Regions from separate parts of the Muntiacus reevesi genome. Here region 2 is linked to region 1. A link is a contact called in public Hi-C data. All regions are on one chromosome and are shown on one strand. The core of a region is the stretch at or near the end of the contact, and the rest is flanking DNA. Distances in the headings are between cores, read along the strand shown. Region 1 holds the start of BOD1L1 (biorientation of chromosomes in cell division 1 like 1). Region 2 holds the start of RAB28 (RAB28, member RAS oncogene family).

What was found. Hi-C and Micro-C count contacts between places; a contact is called where the count stands out from the background.
Region 2: a contact with region 1 is called in a Hi-C map of blood, with 5 times the contacts expected there. The contact joins the promoter of RAB28 here to the promoter of BOD1L1 in region 1. A contact is called at or near these places in 2 of 3 Hi-C or Micro-C datasets (blood and muscle).

The regions. Positions count from the first base shown.
Region 1 is chr22:8,329,680-8,333,291 of mMunRee1.1, reverse strand. BOD1L1 (biorientation of chromosomes in cell division 1 like 1) reads right to left here and starts at 1,915. Exons shown (of 26, transcript XM_065913886.1): 1 at 1,577-1,915. The coding sequence starts at 1,813.
Region 2 is chr22:8,458,963-8,462,704 of mMunRee1.1, reverse strand. It overlaps RAB28 (RAB28, member RAS oncogene family), which reads right to left and starts at 1,692. Exons shown (of 8, transcript XM_065914325.1): 1 at 1,416-1,692. The coding sequence starts at 1,490.

The DNA of each region.
Region 1 (3,612 bases), core at 666-3,165:
ATACACAATGATGACACACGGATTTGTAGGTTTCTAAGGACAGCAAAGTGAAATCTCTACTTGCCAAATTAAAAAAAAAAAAACAGCTTTACTTATTGACAGTTGGGTAACATTTACTTCCCCATGTCCTATGGAAAAAAAAAAAAGGATGGAAGGAAGGGAGAGGGAGGAAGAAAGTCAACTGGCATCATTTTCAAACAGGCAGTTGTGCATATTCCCTAAAATGAAGTGAGAAAACCACATACTATTCTACATAAATATCCCCAAGAAAATTGAATTTCATGTGGTCCAGAAACTCCAACACCCACAAAAGGCACATTCTATTTCTGGTCTACAAGGTGGGCCAGAGTTCTTAAAAGGGAAGATGTCCCCAGACTGTCAGAAAGGTTTCCCTAGAGGCGATGAGGGAATGGTGTGTGCTTCACCTCAAAGCCCTTTCCTCAAAGAAATACGCTTCTTTAGAAGAGCTGAACATGCTATGTGAAAACCCTGACCCCATCGAAACTCTGAACCAATGAACCAAACTAGATTTAAGTTAAAAAAAAAAAAAGTTTTCCCCCAACTGGTTCCAACCAAAGCTTCCTGCTTCACTTGCTTCTAGACCTACTGGGTTTCCATCCATCTACTGAATGCACCTTCCCGTTTTCTCTACTCAGCCTTTGCAGAACCACTCAGGATGACCCGCTCCTGCTAATCCCCCTTTCACTTTGACCCTTGGTACAAACTCCCTTTCCCTTCCCAGCCCCGCTATTTTTATACAGGGAACTCTTCCCCTATACCCCTTACTCTTCCTAACTCACTCTTCTGTCCAGTCCTTCTTCCACTTCAGTATTTGCCGTCACCTCTCCTCCGTCCTTTCCTCCGTTCCCTCTACCCCTCCCCTCTAACCCCTCCTCCCTTCTCCCTTGAGACATGACTTGACCTGAGGGATTAAATCAGAGTCCCTGGGGGAAAGAGAAGCCCCCCCCCCCCCCCCCGTACCCTACCTTTCCATCGACCAGCTCTGCGCCCCTCACCAAGTTCAGCATTGCAACACTGCAAACAATTCGATTCATTACCAGTTTGCGCTTTCTCCGAAGGACAAAGACCTGACCCTTACCAGCAATCTTCAAGAAAGGAGGCAAAAATAACTTGGGACGCAAAGTAAACCAGGGGTGGGGAGCGGTGAGTGGAAATCAGAGATGAGAGCGCCGTTAGCCTTAATGCGGACGAGTCTCCCAAAGACCAGTAACTCGGTGGGGCTCACCCCTATATCCCCAGCACCTAAGCAGTGCCTGGCACGTAGGAGATGCTTAACGCTAGTCTGTTAAAGCAACGAAAGGCTGAGCGAATGAATGAACACAGCGAGCCCCACAGCGCCGGGCACGAATCGGCCCCTCCGAGAGGAAGCGGCCGCGCAGGGAACTCCGGGGTGGGCAGGCGGCGCGCTCCAGAGCGGGCCCCGGGGCTGGGGACGCGAGGCAGCCGCCGGCCCACCGACCGATGGCGGGCCACCGACGGCCTGCCCGGCAAGGTGGCGGCCCGTGGGGTCGTCCCCGGTCCCCGCGCGCCCGCAGCTCCCCCGCGCACCCCGCACCTTGGTGTCCACGTCGGCCAGGCAGTCCCGGCGGAACTGGTCGAAAAGCCCCTGGCTCTTGAGGTGGTTCACGATCATGGCCACGAGCTGCGGGTCCCCGGCGCCGGCGCCCGCACCCCCGGCCCCGCCCGCGCCCGAGCCAGCCCCGGGGCCGGGCGGCGGCGGCGGCGGCTGCGGCTGCGGCGGGGGAGGCGGCGGCGCGGGAGGAGGTGGCTGCGGCTGCGGGTTGGTGGCCATGGCGGCCTGGGCCCGGGGAGGAGCGCAGTGAGCCCCGGGCGGGCGGCGCTCCTGGGAGGCGGCGGTTGCACCGGTCCCGCCGCCTGAGGGAAGCCAACGGGATGTTGTTACGGAACCAGCGGATCCAGAGCGACCCCGGAAGTGAAAGGGAACTACGGGGAACGGGGGGGGGGGTGCGGGGGGAGGAAGGAGGAAGGAATTTAAAAAAAAGCGGTGACAAAAGCAACAGAGGTGCGTCTACGGCGGCCGCGAGGGGCCAGTTCCGGTTTTCGCGGAGCACGGGCGCCCTCGCGAGGCTGGGCTAGGTGGGAGGCGGCGGCCTGAAACCCGGCTGCGCCGGCAGCGAGCGGCGGGCGGTCATCGGGGGCCTGGCTTTGGAGTCCTGGGCCGTCGGGCTTTCGACTGGCGCAACACCCCGGGGCCCGAGGGCCGGCTGAGCGGCGGCACGCGGGGCCGGGCCGGCCGGGGCCGGGGAGCGAAACGTAGGCCGGGTTCGAGCCGCGATGGCGTTTAGGCCTGACGCTCTTGTTCCTGTTTCCCAGAGCGGTTGAGATCCGTAGACATTCCCGTGCAAACGCGTGGGTAGAACTGCTTACTCTTAACTCTCCCAGACTTCCTCGTTCTCAGTCTGTGATCTCTCTGCTGCCCGCCCCATCCCTTTTTTCCCTGAAGCATCCTCCGTTGCGTCTGTGGCCAGGAATCCGATTCCTCCAGCGTCTCCTTGCCACGCGGGAAGACAGGACTCCCCCCCCGCCCCGGCTTTCAGCTTTCAGGGTGTTGCTTTTGATTAGTTTGATCATATGGTAATACTTATAAAGCACTGTCGCTAGGTGCTAGGCGTGGCATTTAGTTTAGATGCATGAATTCTTCCAGTGTTCGGAAGAGCGCTAAACTAGCTCTCAGTTCAGTTCAATTGCTCAGTCGTGTCCGACTATTTGCGACCCCTTGAACGGCAGCACGCCAGGCCTCCCTGTCCATCACCAACTCCTGGAGTTTACGCAAACTCATATCCATCAAGTCGGTGATACTGTCCAACCATCTCATCCAGTGTCGTCCCCTTCTCCTCCCGCCTTCAATTTTCCCCAGCATCAGGATCTTTTAAAATGAGTCATTTCTTCTCATCAACGTGAAAGTGAAGTCGCTCAGTCGTGTCCGATTCTTTGCGACCCCATGGACTGTAGCCTACCACGCTCCTCTGTCCATGGGATTTTCCAGTCAAGAGTACTGGAGTGGGTTGCATTTTCCTTCTCATCAGGTGGCCAAAGTATTGGAGTTGCAGCTTCAGCATCAGTCCTTCCAATGAACACCCCGTACTGATCTTTAGGATAGACTGGTTGCATCTCCTTGCAGTCCATGGGACTCTCAAGAGTCTTCTCCAACACCACAGTTCAAAAGCATCAATTCTTCAGTGCTCAGCTTTCTTTATAGTCCAACTCACATCCGTATATGACTTCTGGAAAAACCATAGCCTCAATGGACCTTTGTTGACAAAGTAATATCTCTGCTTTTTAATATGCTGTCTATGTTGGTCATAACTTTCCTTCCAAGGAGTAAGTGTCTTAACAATTTCATGGCTGCAGACACCATTTGCAGTGATTTTGGAGACCCCCAAAGTAAACTAGCTCTAAACTAGCACTAAACTACTATCACTCATTTGCACATCAGGAAACTGAGATCCAAGAAAGATTAACAGTCCAAGCTTACATAGCAAACCAACTGATTCTGGACTGAGTCTTTTAATCTTTAAAATAATTATTAGTATATGATCGATGGCAGAAGGAGAAGGGGACGACAGAGGA
Region 2 (3,742 bases), core at 443-2,942, 130 kb before region 1:
ATTGTTTCTCAAGATTAAAAATCAGTAACAAAGCATCACGGATGGCAAGAAAGAAATGAACAGAAGTCTCCAAACTCTGCCTATGAATGACACCTTTCCCTAGGAACTGAAATCTCAGCACGAAAGAGGCGAACAGCTGTGCAGTGGCCACTGCCAAGGGAAGACGTACTGAGCAGTGGTTACCACAGAAACCAGCATCCAAACTACACCAGGCACACGGAAACATCGAGTGGAAAACGGAACACTGGTAACAATAATAAACCTGCGTTTCTGGAGCCTCTGCTTGGGAAAAGGGACGGGAGAAGAAAGGAGACAAACTTTAGCAGTATGACCGGAGACAGCGTTGGCGCCACTGACAGAAGCGACAGGTGTGAAGGTTCCCTGGGCAGAGGCTCTGCTCTTTATTTGGGGGGCGGGGCGGATCCAGAATCCTTCAAGATCTTACGGATGGTCTTCAAAGAGCAAGGACCGGGCAATGTTTACTCCATTTCAGGAGCTCCACAACCCTGGGTTAAAGACCCCTGCCTCGGAGGTAAAGGGGACTTGGCTCTCGCACTCACTTTATTCAATCAACTGTCATCACAGGACAGATTTTAAGGCAAAGATGCCATCCATCTGTCATGCCAACAGCCCTGCCCTCAGCACCCAGGCCACAAGAGGAGCTCAAGTGATATTTTTTGAATGAATGTTTGTGTTAACAGGTGCTGTGCTGGGGAACAGAGATGACCAGGTGTGGTGCTCTAAGACAGCAACTAACGTTTACTGCGTGCACTTCGTGTGCTGCAAGCTGCATGTAGATGTTTACATTCCCTGTGGATTCGCACACTTCACCCCTCCGAAGCGACCCCTATCAACATACCCAGCCTACAGATGAAGCACAAATAGGGATAGCAATTTGCCCTCTAGTGACCCAAGAGATGGGAGCCCGAATTCTCTCACCCAGGGAGTCTGATTCAAGAATCAAGTTCTTGGGAGCTCCCAGTGCAGCGGAGGCATCAGAAACGGTAAATGGGATGGGGGGAAGGCGCAAAGTGTGACCTGGACTAAAGGAAAAACAGGTAAGATGTTTTGGCAGATCCTTGCTAGTCCTCAGAGGCGAGAAGCTGGAAAGCTTCCCAGGGAGGCGATGCTGGCTCAGGTCTTGAAGAGAAGTAGGAGTTCGCGATCCAGGCAGGGATTAGGAAATGACTTCTTTTTTTTCCTAAGGGAGCTGGACAGCTCTCGTCGGACTTCAAGCATCTAATTTGTGTCGGGCCCCAAGCCACCTCCTGGCGGGCCTGAGCCCAGACGCCCCGGCACTCGCGGAAATAAGGCGACGCCCGGGGGGACGGGGAGGAGGAGGAGGTTTGAAGGGCGCCGGGGCCGCGCCGGGATTCCTTGCAGGCCTGGCACGGCAGGCGCAGCAGAGGACTGACCTTCCCGGAGGTGCCGTCCCCCAGCACGACGATTTTCAGTTGCCGTTCCAGGCTCTCCTCCTCAGAGTCCGACATGGTGTCCCAGGAACGAGGCCCGCCTCCCCTCCCTCCCACCGACCCCACCCCCGCGAAATAGGAGGAGGAAGGGAAAGAGGGATCTCCGGGGGGCGGGGGAGAGGAGGAAGGCCGGCAGCGGGGACAGGACTCGGTGTCTCAGAGGCAGATGGAGGTAGCCGGGGAGATCACTCGCCGAACGCCATCTTGCCCGCCGCCCCGCCCCTTGAGCCCGGCCCCACCCCCCACCGCGCTACGTCAGGCGCACAGTCCCGCCCCCACCGCGCGCTACGTCAGGCACGCGGCCCCGCCTCTGCGCCAAGCCGCGCAGACCGCGAGCCTCCCTGGCGGGCCCGCCCAAGTGCCGGCCTGGGCCGAGGGGGCCTTCGAACCGGGCAGGCAAGACGAGGCACTATCCCTCGCAGGGACCGTTAGCGAGATGAAAAGAAAAAAAAAAGAGTATAATTTAAACTACATAGAAAAAGCAGGAGCAGAGTAGCGCATAGACGGTCTGTGAAATCCCCTTGTTTCCATCATCTCCCCCGGTGGCGATCCCTGAAATGAATGGTTTAGCCTGACTAGGCGGGTGGGCGGGGTGACACCGAGGCTGCGATCCGCGGTTGCCATGGGAGCCCGGACCCGGAAACGAGGCGGCGGGGCGGGGCCTGTCTCTGGGCGCCCGGGACGCCGGTTGCCAGGAGGAGCGCGCGCAGAGGAGGAGGGGCCGCGGAGCCGGGTGAGTCGTCGGGGTCGCGCGCCGGTAAGAACTGCGGTGCCGCCGAGGAACAAGCGATGGTTAAGAAAGTGTACCTGCCGCGGGGCGATGCTGCGAGAGTGAAATGTCGGCTTGGCGCTGCCTTCTCGTTTTTTACTCCTCTCAGACCCTGTGTTTTCTTAGCCAAACGGCGGGATCCGATGGTTCCTTCACGAAGTGCTTAAGCTGGAACCGCAGTTCTCAAAGTGTGGTCCGGGTACCCTGTGAGGTCCCAATAAAGTCAGAACTACTTTCCTCATGATTCCTTTTTCTTTCCTTTTTCACGTTCATGTGCTCACAAATATACCTAGAAGTTTTCCAGAGGTTGCATAATGTGTATGGCATCACCACTGAGAGCTAAAGGGGCAAACGTTTCTCGGTATCCATTTGAATGCAATAATGAGAGTTATAACTTAAAATAAAAACTCTTTGGGGGGTCCACAATAATTCTTAAGAGTATAAATGGAGCCCTTGAACCCCAAAATTTTGAGAACTATTCTGGATGTTCGCAGTCCAGTAGGGTAGGTAAAAAACATATTTGAGCATTTCAACATAGTCAGATAAATTACACAATATTAATGCCAGCCTACTGTGTCTCCTTGTTAATTACTTTTCATGGATTATCACGTTCACTTCTCATGGGAGCCCTATAAATTAGGTAGAATTATCTCATTTTACAGAATAGGAAGCTTAAGTCATAAAAAGCTTAGCTCAGAGGCAGTAGTTCTCAAAGAATATGGGAATTCAAATGGGAAAGCAGTAAAGAGTAAGGAATTACTCATGCTGTCAGCGGAACTGAAGTTCTAATCACAGACCCTCACTCACTATAGGTGTGACCTTGAACCTCAATTTCCTTATCTATAAAAGAGAGGCACCACCTTTTTCATAGGGTCAAGAATTAAAGTAACCACTGCAAAGAAACATAGTACAATGGCTGGCATATAATAAGCACTCAGTACTAATGGGTATCACCCTCCTTGATATCATTAGATATGGTCCGTATTGAAGTGTCACTGCTTTCTACTCATGTTACCTTAAACCCAGGGCTCCATTGTAGAGCCTCAGTCCCTTCACCTGTAGATAGAACCATCCACAGTAGTCACTACCTAGTTGCTATTAGTCCGCAACTCTTTCCCTTCTCCGCTCCACCACCATCACCACCAACTGTCTACATCACTGGGTGTGTTCATGAAAGTTAGGAGAAAAAGGTAAGTGGAAAAGCTCTGCAAAGTCCTTTGTAATTGTTAGGTTGAGGGATCTGTTTCTGATGAGGAAAATTTAACCCCTTCTTGTCCATGATGTCTGCTAACGTGGCTGCAATTGGCTTTCCCACTCATACCTAATGGAAATGGTTTTATGACCCAGTCTGACCAATGAGACAGAAGAATATCCTTTGGGAGACATCTAGGAAAGATTTTCCCCTCTGATTTAAAAAAAAGAAATAAGAGATGCAGAAGGCAGGCTCTCCCCACCCCCTTCCTTTGCTGTCATACTTGGGTAAAGACATAATCTTGGAATT